Regions from separate parts of the Zea mays genome. Here region 2 is linked to region 1. The links are chromatin contacts, called in public Hi-C maps. All regions are on one chromosome and are shown on one strand. The core of a region is the stretch at or near the end of the contact, and the rest is flanking DNA. Distances in the headings are between cores, read along the strand shown. Region 1 holds the start of LOC103647269 (arogenate dehydratase/prephenate dehydratase 6, chloroplastic). Region 2 holds the start of LOC100384390.

The links. A called contact is a pair of places that touch in the nucleus more often than the background predicts.
Region 2: a contact with region 1 is called in a Hi-C map of tassel, with 2.9 times the contacts expected there. The contact joins the promoter of LOC100384390 here to the promoter of LOC103647269 in region 1. A contact is called at or near these places in 2 of 25 Hi-C or Micro-C datasets (ear and tassel).

What each region holds. Positions count from the first base shown.
Region 1 is chr2:170,347,493-170,354,453 of Zm-B73-REFERENCE-NAM-5.0, forward strand. LOC103647269 (arogenate dehydratase/prephenate dehydratase 6, chloroplastic) reads right to left here and starts at 2,969. Exons shown (of 1, transcript XM_008671821.4): 1 at 793-2,969. The coding sequence starts at 2,772. The coding sequence ends at 1,129.
Region 2 is chr2:170,555,302-170,562,262 of Zm-B73-REFERENCE-NAM-5.0, forward strand. LOC100384390 reads left to right here and starts at 2,823. Exons shown (of 36, transcript NM_001349059.1): 1 at 2,823-2,897; 2 at 3,743-4,008; 3 at 4,901-5,070; 4 at 5,164-5,380; 5 at 5,733-6,076. The coding sequence starts at 2,845. LOC109944040 reads left to right here and starts at 6,381. Exons shown (of 2, transcript XM_020548461.2): 1 at 6,381-6,961.

The DNA of each region.
Region 1 (6,961 bases), core at 1,719-4,218:
TGGCATTTTATCATAGTCTCTATTTTAAAATTACAAAACTATTTTTAAAATCTACTTTATAATATAGTCTAAGATATAAAACACTATTTAATTTTATACGTCCATATCCACCGTTCCACTTGAGATGGCCTACGGAGGCGACATGCGAGCCACCAAAAGGGTAGCCGCCGCCGCTTTGTGATGGTGTTTGATGCACGTATCTGGTGTGACCAAATAAACGTTGGGTTTGTCTCATCAACGACTTCGCCGCTTAACGAGGATACCAAATCCGACTAGAAGCCATGCAAGTACCAATCCCGCCGCCGTTGTCTCCCAGACTTCCTCCCAAATGTAAACGCAGCCAGCTGGGATTCGAGCGCTGGCTCACCCAGGTTTTTTTTTTGTCTGGAACAGTGTTCGGTTATTCCCATTATACATAAATTAGATGGGATTAAAAAAACTTAAAAAAATTGAATTGTTTGAGATTTAAATCAACCTAGTTCTACTAAGAACTAACCAAACAAGCTCTTAAAGCTTTTCTATTTTTTTGTAGTGTTGTCTTATGGATAGATGTACTATAATAGTCAGAGAAACGTGCTCATCATCATTGGAGGTGCTTACCATCATTGGAGGCCGCCTTCGGTGTCTCTCAGCTGCGTGTTTGTATTTTAGTTATTTTCGTTATAGATTGTAGTTCTAAGCTCAGAGTAGGTGTGCGTGGGTTTAGATAGTATAGCTTGTAATTGAAGGACAAGGCAATCAAAAAAATGTAAACGCCAACTAGGCGGCAAGTCCCAAGAGGCACCAACAACAGAAACACCAAGCTCCTTCCATGGCCATGGATCATTTTTGGGTGCTGCTCATACAGATTCAGGCAGCAATGCTTGTTTGTTGCAAAAAAATAGAAGTGATGGTTTGGATTGGTTCACTTGATTGTTGCTGCAAGGTAGAGAGTAGGTTTGTAAAGAAGAAAGAATACACTGTACTTACCATACGTATTAAACAGGAGCCCCTTCTGCGAGTTTGGTCACCGAATTCGAAGCAAAGAAAAAGCATGCAGGAGAGAGAAGTGTATAAAAAGAACCAAAGCAACGTTTCTTGTGATGACTGACTGATTAAAAAGCAATGAATTGGCTCTACGCCCAATCACTAGTACTGGCTGGCGCGAGAGGAGAGCGCGGCGTCCCACGGCGTCATGTCCATGGGGTAGCTCCCGAGCACCCTGAGGAAGGAGGTGAACTCCTGGATCTCCGCGAGCGCGTTCTGCGCGCGGACGTCGGCCATGGACGCCTGGAAGTCGATGTAGAACATGTACTCGAAGTGCTTGGCGGTGCCGACGTTGGCGTCGTCGACGAGGCGGATGGGGCGGTGGCGGTGCGGGCGGCTCTCGATCTTGGTGAGGGAGATGTCGCGGAAGGCGAAGGCGGAGAGCACCTTGAAGAGGACGGAGGTGCCGTCGGTGTCGTGCGCGAACACGATGCTGGTCTTGAACGGCCGGTCGGTGCGCGGGATGATGGGCTCCCGCGCCAGCATGACGAAGCGGGTGACGTTGCCGGCGTCGTCCTGGATGCCGGCGGCGAGGACCTGGAGGCCGTAGAGCTCGGCGGCGCGCGCGGACGCGATGGCGGCGGTGTCCCGGAGGCCCCCCGCGGCGATGTGCTCGGCGGCGCCCGCGGTGTCGTCGAAGGCCTCGCGGGCCACGTTGAGGCCCATGGCGTTGAGCGTCAGCTCGCACTGCGCCAGCGCCTGCGGGTGGGAGATGACCCGGGTGAGCAGCTCCCGTCGCACCCCGGGGAGCGCGAGGAGGCAGTGGTGGACGGGGAGCTGGACCTCCCCGACGATGTGGAGGCGGTGCCGGAGGAGGAGGTCGTAGTTGCGGTGGATGCTGCCGCCGAGGGAGTTCTCCACGGGGAGCACGGCGCGGTCGGCGATCCAGAGCTCGACGGCCTGAAAGGCCACCTCGAACTGGTCGCAGGGGATGGCGTCGCAGCCTGGGTAGGCCTTGGCGGCGGCCGCCTCGCTGTAGGCGCCCGGGACGCCCTGGTACGCCACGCGGAGCTGCGACCCGTGCATGGGCGCCGGGGACAGGTCGCTGATGCTGAGCGGGCGGGGGAGGTTGGACACGGGCACCAGATCCAGCTCGTCCGGCGTCGGCGTCGCCTCCAGGGCTGGCGGGGGCTTCTGGCCGTTGACCCGCGGCGCTGGCTGCGCGTTGTTGTTGCTGCTGGCATCGTGGCCGGCGCCGCCCGTGCTGTTGCTGGCGAGGATGGCGCAGGCGGCCTGCCAGTCGGCGCGGGCGAATGGGGCGGTGGCGCGGCACGCCTGGGACGCGAAGCGCGTGGATCTGCACCAGGCTGCCGGGCGGAGCTGGTGGCGCGGCGCGGCGGAGAAGGCGTCGAGCAAAGCTGCGGCGTCCATGGAGACGGGCGCGTGGATTGGATTGGATTGGCCCGGCGGTTTGGTCCCCCCCGCCCCGTGTGGCCGTGTTCCCTTCCCGGGTCGTGGTGGCTGCTTTTTTTTCTCACACCGCCAGCTCTGGTCTGGTCTGGACGTCTGGTTTGTTAGGTAGGTGGGAGGGGTTAGGTGGGGGAGTGGGAGGGGGAGCGGAGCGGAGCCGGAGGCAGCCTCGTGCCGATGCGTTGCGCGGCGCGGGGTGGTTTTTACGGGGCAGGTGCCGTGTGTGTTCACTTCTCTGCCTGCGCGGCGACGCGACGGACGGATGGATGGATACGGCAGATGGCAAAGCAAAACATCGTCGCCGACTCGCCGTGGAGTGATCAAACACTCCTCCATCTCTACCAACGGCCCGTGCTCGAAGCCATCCAGCAAAAGCCTTGTGGCCTGGCCTCCGTCTTCGCCGCGGGCTATAGGAGCAGCCACCGGCCATCGCTTCCTGGTGCACGGAGCTGCTACAGCTCTCAAGCTTATTTGTCTATCTTATAGGCGCTTTATTTTCCCTCATCTCAAAATGGATATTATTGTTTTGATTGCGAAGATTTGTGTTGGCCTCTGAATATGAAGGTGATGGGAGGTGCCCTTCCTTCGTATACGCATTGCTGACACGCCGATGCTACTAGAGGTGAAAAATTGTCAGAAAACACTAAAACCATTATTGTTTTCATTTTCTTATCGAAAACGGTAACTCCGGAAACGAAAACGATATCGGTATTTTAAAAATATTAAAAACGAAAGTTCGATACAGAAAATACATCGGCGTCGATCAGAATCTAAAATACAATCGGTAATCATATCAATACGAAAATATCTCAATATAACAATTTCGCAATACAACAAAGTTTACAAATATCACAAAGACCATAAGTTCACAGCTCACAAGTTCACAACTCACAATATCACAAGTTCACAATATAACAAGTTGATCACACAAGTCACAAGTTCACAATTTAACAAGTTGAACACACAGATCACAAGGTCACAAGCTCACAATATAACAACTAGATCACAAGTTCACGATAAAACGAGAGGGAACCGTCCGTGAAGCTTGATCTCCTATAGGTCACCGTCCGCCGGAACCCTAGCCGCCGACACACCGTGGCTGTGCCGGCGCGGCCGCACGGGCACTCAGCCAAGACGCCCAGATAGAGGCAGCCTTCAGTCATGGGCTCATTGCCTCACAGAACGGCGTGGGCAACAGCCAAGAGCCAACAAGCTAAGTCACGAGCTCACAAATTCATCCAGTCATAGGCTCATGGCCTCATGAGCTATTGGACTCCCTTACAAGTTAGTGAAGTCACACCTCACACGGACGGTCACAGCCTAGTAGCTCACAAGCTTGGCCGGCTTACTAATTTCTGGAAATTCTCATTCTAAATTCTGACTAAAATCGGTAACAGATGAAAACGGTCTGTAAAACGTCGTGCCGATTTTGATACCGATTCCAAAGTAAAATCCTGACAACCGATACCGTTTCGAAAAAATACCGTTGCCGACTGATCCGATCATAAAAAATCAGGAAACGGTATCCACAATTTCGAAAAATTCCGAAACCGTTTTCATCCCTACATGCTACCACCACTGGCTCCTGCTATCAGCAATGATGGGTTGTGGAGTGAGGCGACCAATGGTTGAATGGGAGCCAATCAATTTTTTGCTGCCAAACACTGAAAATATGCACTTCAGTTCAATTGAGATAAAATAAGCACTCAAACCAAAACCATATCAGCAAACCAGTAATCTCATGATTATAAAATGTTCCTAAGACTCACACGAGACCAGCAAAACAAACATATCGCAAATCGGACACCGAAAAGTCCAAATCGGTCCAAAACTGTGCCGCTATCTAGTGCTGATTTCAGCAGCACAAAATTCAGTTCTCGGATGCGAAATTGAACCAAACGAACTCCGATTGAGATAAAATTTTAACACCTTGACAAAAGTGTTTCTATGGTCTCCACAAATTTTGAGCTCAGTCGAATACGGTCAGAATTGGGGTTTTGATGGGGTTTTCTCAACCGAACTCAAAATGGGATCAAATCAGATAATGACTAAGAACTGCACCGACTGGGCGTATAGTGTCACACCTAGATTTAAGGGGTCCAAAACCCGAGCGCGAAATAATCACCAAGTGTGCTAGGATCAAGTCTCACACATATGATGACACATGCACAGAAACGAATGTCACATCTTTAATATATAACAGAGTTCTGTACAAAATAGTTAAATAATTACATCATACGAAGACAACGATACAACAACCAAAGTTGACTGGGGGACGACGACCTAGACCTCTCACGATCTCATCACATCATCCTCCATGCGCCTCATCATGTGGTACCTGTTCTTGACCTGGGGGATGTGAGTACAACAAGGGTGAGTGAAAGGGAAATAGGGTTAATCTTTTCCCAATATTAATTTTGGTGGTTGAATGCCCAACACAAATATTGGACTAACTAGTTTGCTCTAGATTATATGTTCTACAGGTGCATAAAGGTTCAACACAAACCAATAAAAGATTGGAGTTAGGGTTTAAATACAAAGGAGCAAAGAAACTGAGTGTGCTCTGGTCTGGCGCACCGGACTGTCCGGTGTGCCACCAGACAGTGTCCGGTGCACCAGGTCCGTACAAAGATCAACTAGCCACTCTCGGGTTTCTTCAGCCGCACTCCGCTATAATTCACCAGACTGTCCGGTGCACCAGCGGAGCAACGACTACTTGGCGCAACGGTCGACTACAAAAGCTAAAGAACAGAGGAACAGTGCGCAACAGTGCGCGGCAGAGTCAGAGGCACACCGGACAGTGAACAGTGCATGTCCGGTGCCGCATGAGGACAAAGCCTCCAACGGTCGACAGCTCCCGAACCCTAACGGTTGGGTGACGTGGCTGGCGCACTGGACAGTGTTCGGTGGCGCACCGGACTGTCCGGTGCGCCCATCGACAGCAGCCGCCCCAACAGGTTGTTTGGTGGTTGAGGGCTATAAATACCCCCAACCACCACCACTCCAAGCATCCAAGATTTCTGAGCATCACATTCATTACAAGAGCTCTAGCATTCACTCCTAGACACAATTCAAAAGATCAAAGCCTCTCCAAGTCCCTAATTCATCTCAAACACTTAGTTACTTGTGAGAGAGTGATTTTGTGTTCTTTCGAGCTCTTGCCTCTTGGATTGCCTTCTTTATTTCTCATTTCTTTTCTCAAGTGACTTGTAATCAAAGTAAGAGACACCAAGTGTGTGGTGGTCCTTGCGGGGTCTAAGTGACCCAGTTGATTAAGGAGAAAGCTCACTCGGTCTAGGTGACCGTTTGAGAGAGGGAAACGATTGAAAGAGACCCGATCTTTGTGACCACCTCAACGGGGACTAGGTTCTTTAGAACCAAACCTCGGTAAAACAAATCACCGTGTTCATCCGCTTTATTTCTTGGTTGATTTGTTTTTTCCTCTCTTTCGGACTCGGATTCATTCCTAACGCTAACCCTGGCTTGTAGTGTGTGCTTAAGTTTATAATTTTCAGATTCCGCCTATTCACCCCCCCCTCTAGGAGACTTTCAATTGGTATCAAATCCCGCTGCTTCATTAGAGTCTAACAACTTGAAGTGATGTCGAGAGGATCCGCCAAGAGGGAGATGGAAACCGGCGAGAAGGCCACAAGCCACGGGAAGGCTCCATCAAGGGAGTCCGGCACCAAAGCCAGAGAGGGATCCCCTCTCCGTGTCAAGTCGCATCGGAGTGGCGACAAGAAGAAGAAGATGAAGAAAGTGGTCTACTACGATACCGACTCTTCGTCGCCCTCCACATCTGGCTCCGACGCGCGTCCGTCACTTCTAAGCGCCATGAGCGCAAGAAGTATAGTATGATGCCACTTCGTTATCCCCGTATTTCTAAGCGCGCTCCTCTACTCTCTATTCCATTAGGCAAACCACCATATTTTGATGGTGAGGATTATTGCATGTGGAGTGATAAAATGAGGCATCACCTAACCTCACTCCACGCAAGCATTTGGGACATTATTGAATTTGGAGCGCAGGTACCTACGGTGGGGGACGAGGGCTATGACTCAGACGAGGTCGCCCAAATACGACACTTTAACTCCCAAGCAACTAATATACTCCTCGCCTCCTTGTGTCGAGAGGAGTATAATAAGGTGCAAGGGTTAAAGAGTGCTAAGGAGATTTGGGACGTCCTAAAGACCGCGCACGAAGGAGATGAGGTGACCAAGATCACCAAACGGGAGACGATCGAGGGGGAGCTCGGTCGATTCGTCCTCAACCAAGGAGAGGAGCCACAAGCGATGTACAACCGGCTTAAGACCTTGGTCAATCAAGTGCGCAACCTCGGGAGCACAAAATGGGATGACCATGAAATGGTCAAGGTTATTCTTAGATCACTCATATTTCGTAATCCCACTCAAGTTCAATTAATACGTGGTGATCCTAGATATAAGCTAATGTCTCATGAGGAGGTAATTGGAAAGTTTGTGAGCTTTGAACTAATGATCAAAGACTCCAAACACATCGTCAACTT
Region 2 (6,961 bases), core at 1,573-4,072, 210 kb after region 1:
AATTAATGATGTGTGCTCTCTTGCTGCAAAGTTTTACCCTGCTGATTTTTCTGAGCAAGAAAGAAGTATCTTAAGGCTTCAGTTGCAACGTTATGAATTTGATGTAACTTCAAATTCGAAGTTTTAGAATTTGACAACTGTTGCTGATTTTTGTCGCTGGCTAGCAGAAACTGGGAAATCAGATGAATATTATTTGATCGACAGGTTATATACCATTTTATATTCAATTTAGTATTATTTTCTATCGGTACAGAAAAACTCATACATTTCATCAACATGTTGATTCGGCTTGTTCTAACTCTACCAGTTTCAACAGCAACGACGAAGCGTGCCTTTTCTACGATAAAACTTGTTAAGACAAGGCTTCGAAGTAGGATGGAAGATGAGTTCTTAAGAAATTGCTTAATAACTTACATCGAGAAGGAGACAACAATTCAGTTTGCAACAGATAAACTTATTGATGACTTCGATGCAATTCAAACACGCAGAGTAGCACTCAAGTAAAACATGTGAGTTCTTTTAACAATTTGTTTTGCTGAATTTAAATTATGTGAATGTAAAATTACTAAAATTTTACTTACTATGTACATACGATTGATTTGATACTTATAATTATTATTATTATTTCTTACACTACTATATACTATGGTCTTGTTGGCCTCTCCTATATCTTCTTTCTAGCTCCGCCCCTGCTCCTCTTGCCCATGCCCGTCCGCATGCTCTCGAGTTCTCGACCGTCCACGTAAGGGGAGGCTGTTGCAGGTCCGATCCGCGCAAGGGGAGGCTGTGCGCCAGCGGCATTGTTCGCTCCACGCCGTAGCCGTCCGTCCGCTCCCCCATCCAGCGCCCGTCTGCTCCTCTGCCTCTGCTTATGGACAATGTCGGCTGCTTGGAGCTTTAGACTGTCTACTCCTCTGCCTCCGCTTGGCCTAGACAGTGTTGGCTACTTGGAGGTATATTGATATTTTCCTATGTTGATATATTGATATTTCATATGTTATTTAAAACTACATTTAAACTGTTTAAAAGTTAAACTTCACCCAAACGTTTAAGTTAAACTTCACCCAACGTTTCGTTGTTTTTAATAACCTTGATAATATAAACCTATTAAACCTAATTAATCTATGATTTACTCATATGATGCTACAATAAATATTTGCTAATAATGAATTAATTAAATTTAATAAATTTGTCTCGTCATTTTATGTTTTAGCTATAGAATTAGTTTTATAATTATACTATATTTAATACTCCCATCCCACCAAGAAAGTCGTCCAACGATTCAAAATTTGTCCCGCAAAGAAAGTCGTCTCGCACCCTGACTCACCGTAGGACCCGCCATCATCTTATCCCCATCCTCTTTCTTCAATATCTCTCTCTCCCGTTCTCCACATCGGCTTTGACGGCCTAGCTTGCCCCGTTCTCGGTCTCCAAAACGACTTTGACGGCCTAGCTTGCCCCGTCCTCGGCGGCGGCGTACCCCGCACATTCGCCCAGCGGTTAAGGTGGCCCTGCCCGCGCATTGGCGGAGGCAACCCCGCTAGCACCCCAGCGGTGGAGGTAGCCCCGCGTCGACACTCGATGGTGGAGGCAGCACGACGGTGCCTAGCTCGGTCGCATCCATGGGCCGGCGGCATGGACAAGATCCACGACGACACCGACCAATGCAGGCTCGTCCTCGTCCTCCGCTGTGCTGCCTCGAGAAGCTAGTCAATGGCGTGGCGCTCGAGTTCATCGAGCCAGTCAATGGCGAGGAGGGCATGATAGTCTTTTCCATTTCCGGCTAGTTTCAGCTGTAGAGCGACAATCTTTGTGGGACGAAGGAGTACTCGTGATAGGCATCTAAATACTTAATGTAACATGTGTTAAACTTCTCTAGAACCAAACGGCCTCCTAAATCCATGATTCCACATGGGAATTATAGGAGATTGACCCAAAAAAATTAACTTGTTTTTCAATCCCATCCAAACTAAAAGACAAGAGCTCTGTTTGTTTCAACTTTTTTAGCTTCTGGCCACTAGAAGCTGCTACAGACTGTCAAACATTAAGCTTTTCAATCCGTTTATATGAAAATCACTTTAGTCAATACATCAACGTGAATACAGAATAGACCGAATCGATGCGGTGCACATGAACTAACAAATTTATAAAACAATCTAAAAAATTCATACATATTTTTTCCATCCTACTCCTATTATATAGAAAAATCCAAGTTCAAATTCATTATGTTTTAGCTGTAATAAAAAAGAACATTTTAGCCGATTTTTTAATTTAAACTTGTCAGAAATTTTATCTCTTGCTATAGGTAAAATAAATGAATTTAAACTTAAAATTTTGTATATAATTCGAGTAATATAGAAAGAATATATATGAATTTTTTAGATTTTTTTGAACTTCTTAGTTCCTGTATACCATATGTGAAAAAAACTCATGTGCATAGGATATGCATAGGATATGTTAACCCTATAATTTTTTTATGTTACTCCCTGTATAATCACCATTATATTCAGATTCCACAGAGTAAAACTCATAAAAAAAGTTGAACTGACCAAGTCCATGAAAGTCCCCTTCGCTTTCCCTTTCCCGTTCTCGCGCAAAGCCACCTTTCACTTTTCCTTGCTCCGCCTCTCCTGGGTCCCTCCCTGCCCCCCTTTCCAACTAGGGTTTATCACTGGCCGGGCTCGTCACTGCATAGAGTTCCACAAGCTTCGCGGGGCGATGGTGTCGCCGCCGGCCTTTGCGGCGGCGGTCGCGGTGGTGGCCGTGCTGCTATGCGCCTCGGCTGCCGCCAACCCCGCAGGCGGGCCCCACATGGCGGACCTGAGCGTGCTGTTGCCCCCGCGGATGACAAAGCCTGTCGAGTACCGTCTCATCGGCGGGGATGGATGCTTCTCCTGGTATTCTTCTGTAGCCGTCCTTTGCCCACATTTTTTTGCTTCGGTGCTCTGCGTGATCGCTCGCTGTGGAGTGCCGTTCTGCGACATGCGTTGCTCCGTTGGTTTCGTGGAGTGTCTCCACGTTTGGTTGTTGCTACAGCTTGTAATTATGGATGGTTTATGTTTCGTGATTTGCTCCATGCTCTTGCTTGCTTCAGACAGTGGCCCTGATGTGAACCATGGTGAACCCACAGGATAGCAGTTTGGCCATGGTTAGGGCTTTTGGGGAACTGAAGTTGTACCCTTTTACTTGGAGTAGTTGATTTTCCATGTTTGTAGCTTGGGCATGACGCTAAATCTGTTATGTTGACCTTTAATTAAGTTAGGTATGCAGCCTGCAGGCAACCAGTAGGTGTCTGGTCTCTTGGTCAAGGTCGATTTTTGTTGTAAGCATAAGTCACAAATGTTTTTGTGCTCGCCCGTGCATGTGCATGTTGTAAGGGTTATTACCTCTTTTTTCTCTTAATACAAATATGCACAACTCTTTTCTGTGTTCGAGAAAGCCAGTGTCTACACTAGATCAGAATTTGGGATGCACATCACATTTTCAGGGCGATAGTCACCCGTGCTTAGTTGTTTGATTCTGTATCTGTAAATGTTTTATTTAGTAGCAATGTACTTCAAGTATGTAGAATCATCTGGTCAGTTGAATCATTTTACTTATGCATGGATGTATAGGGAGCGCAAGTTTTTTCCCCACAAATTAGAAACTGTTCTAGTACCATGCTTCTGTCCTACTTATGGAGACGGGGAGTTCCCATTTCACAATGTTAAGAGGGTAATGCCTTTGTTTTCTTTGTTTACAGGTCATGGGATCATCATGACCTTATTTCAGTTAAACCAGAGTATAATGATAGCAGCAGATGCTCGACTAGTGCTCGTTTGGCATCAATTGCCCCATACTCTGGCCGGAGGGAGACTTCTGTCTATGCGACTGATATCATCAGTGGAATCACGATACACTGCAAAGTATTCGTAGACAAGATCTCCCGGATCAGTATTTTCCACCATGCTGTTAAAATTGATCTAGATGAAATTGCTACATTACGTATACATGCCTTCGATGATGAAGGTAATTCATATGAACCTTTTGTATCTTTCATTCTTACGTTATGAAATTGACATAGTACATATAAACAGTGATACTGCTTTTTCTATCTAGTACTTGGGTTCATTGTTTGTAGATCATCAGTTTACATCACATTTTGTTCCCTTCTTTTCTGGTTCTTATTTCTTAATGCCCCGAAGTCGTTGTTGACCTAAGAGCTTCCTTTTGGAACACTTTTAGATTTAGTAAGCCTTTTTTCCAGTCAGGCATAGCCGTTTAGAACCAAAAAAAGTTGGGGTAGGCTAGAGATGAAACCATCTATGAACCACAAACAAAAAGGGGAAAATTTATATACAAAACTACTGTTTCCACTGTTCACAACTTCTAAATGGTAAACAAAGGCGAACCATGTCGTTTAGGCCCTAAGCGGTGAATTATATTGTTAGGCCGTTTAAACCCTTTTAAACCGTTAAAAGCCGTTTTAGTCAGAATCGATTAAACATGATTAAATGAGCTAAATGGACATTTAATTTGCCATTTACTCAATGAGAGGATCAGAGGATTACAACTACCACACTTGGTACCCAACTAATTAACACCGTAAGTACATAGGTGCAGTGGGATTTAGTTTTCTTCCAAAAAATCATTTGGTAGAATACTTATATTTTACATGCATAAATATGCATACTTTCTAGCATGTTTGAATTCTAAATACATTAATATGTATATTTTAGTGTTGCTATACAAAATCGTTTAAGCCATTAGCTCCATTTAAACACCATAAAAAATGGCCTAAATGCTAAGCAAAGGATGACCAACTGTTTACCATTTAGCGTTTAGGATAACTCTGCTATTTTCCTGGCATTGCTATATTTTCTTATTTTAGCATACTTAATTTGGTTCCTTTTGGGTTTAGAAAATGTGTTCTCGACATTGGTGGGCTTGCAGTTTTTGTGGCACCTTACCCCGAGGTTGGTTGATAACAGTAGCCATCATCTTATTCGTATTCCACTGAAAGAAACACATTTGAGTGACTGTGGTGGCTTCTGCGGTGATATGAATATTCGGTTTGAGCTAGAAGACAAGGTAAACTGTTTGTGTGCTTGTTTTCCAATTACATTTACCACTCTTCAGTATGGAAGAATACATATTTTGAATTTTCTTGCTGTACTTGTGCAGAATCTTGGTTCAGATTTCTCTGTGGTGAAGGGTATTGAGATTGGCCAAGAGGTTGTTAAAGCTCAGTTGTTTGAGCCTCAGTTTGAACATGTGATTGACACAATCACATTAACTGTTGCTGAATCCATGTCACTAGAGCCATCATCACCAGTTCTCGTGACTGTTGGTGTTTTGGTGAAGTTTAAACTCAAGGTATTCCGACAGAAAGTTGCTCAAGGTACCTTCTCTAACAGATCAAGTTCTGTCATTATTTGACATTGAATTCTCTGAACAATGAAACTAACCTAACTGTGTTCACTGATGAAACTGCATTATGGTCTCCTGTTATATGCTATATATCAGAGAAGAAACACAATAGATGAATAATTAACACAAAACACATTGTATTCATATTCAGGGAAAAATGAATCTTTTTTATGTCATCAGAGCTAAAATATCCAGTTTTAGATTCTGTTTTATGGTATGACATATTATTTTATCTCATTGCTATATCTTTTCTACCTGTGTTTTCTTTAGTGCATCTGGTGCTGAAAGCTAACCGATCCTCTCCATTTCTACCTTTTCACTAGTGGTTAAATTACCATCACAATATCATCGCTGGTATGCGACAAACTCTTCTGTGGCCCAAGTGGATTCCTTGGGTATCTTGCATGCATTGAGTCTAGGGTTTACTAAGGTGGTTGTTGAAGACACAAGAGTTTCTGGTCATGAACAAGTATCATCTCTACATGTTGTTATTCCACGGACACTTTTCCTTTATCTGGTCCCTATTATGGATGATTCTGCCCATCTTCATGGGATTACAAACATTCCATCCTCAAAAGTATGGTATGTTTATCCTGGAAGAAAATACATGGTCCTTGCCAAAGCTTTTGCAGAGGGATTTGATGCTAGGGAAATATATATTACAGAGGTACTATTCATATGATGAATTTGATTACTTGTTCTCTTACTATATGTTACTTATATCTGATATGCAGATACTACAGATGTCATTTGATATGTAGGAAAATTCTTGGAAATTATTTCAAGGTTGATTTGTGGATGACGTGTAGAACTACAAGCACACATTTCTTAAATTCCATCAACCAGCATGTGCTTCATGATGCAAGGGCAGACCTGGTGCAGTGGTGAGAGCTGTCTCACTGAGTCATCAGGTTGCGGGTTCGAAGCAGCTTCTCCACATTTGTGGGATCCCTTCCCCAGACCCCACTCATCTAGGAGCCTCTAGCACCGGGTCTGGACTTTTTTTAATCATTATGCGCTTCATGATATGCAGCGAGCAGGAGGCGTGTTAGTATCCTATGTGTTCAGGAGACAAAATGGAAGGGGCAAAAAGCGAAGGAGGTGGAGAACACTGGTTTCAAACTTTGGTACTCAGGAACAGTGGCAAACAAAAATGGAGTAGGTATCCTGATTGATAAGACCCTCAAGGATGGAGTGGTGGACGTCAAAAGACAGGGAGATAGGATTATCCTAGTCAAACTAGTTTTGGGGGATGTAGTCTTGAACATTATAAGTGCATATGCCCCTCAGGTTGGTCTCAGTGAGAGCGAGAAGAGGAAGTTCTGGATCAGTACCCATAGGGATAAACAAGCTAAAATTGCGAGGACGAAGTGGTGAAAACTCAAAGGGGAGACATCCAAAGTTTTTAGGGAAAGAGTTTTGTGGAGGGCGCTTGGATTGAAGAAGATGCAAACAACATGTGGGTGAAGATGGCAACTTGTGTTAGGAAGGCGGAGTCAGAGGTGTTTGGAGTGACCAAAGGGAGTAGCGGTGAACCTAAGGATACTTGGTG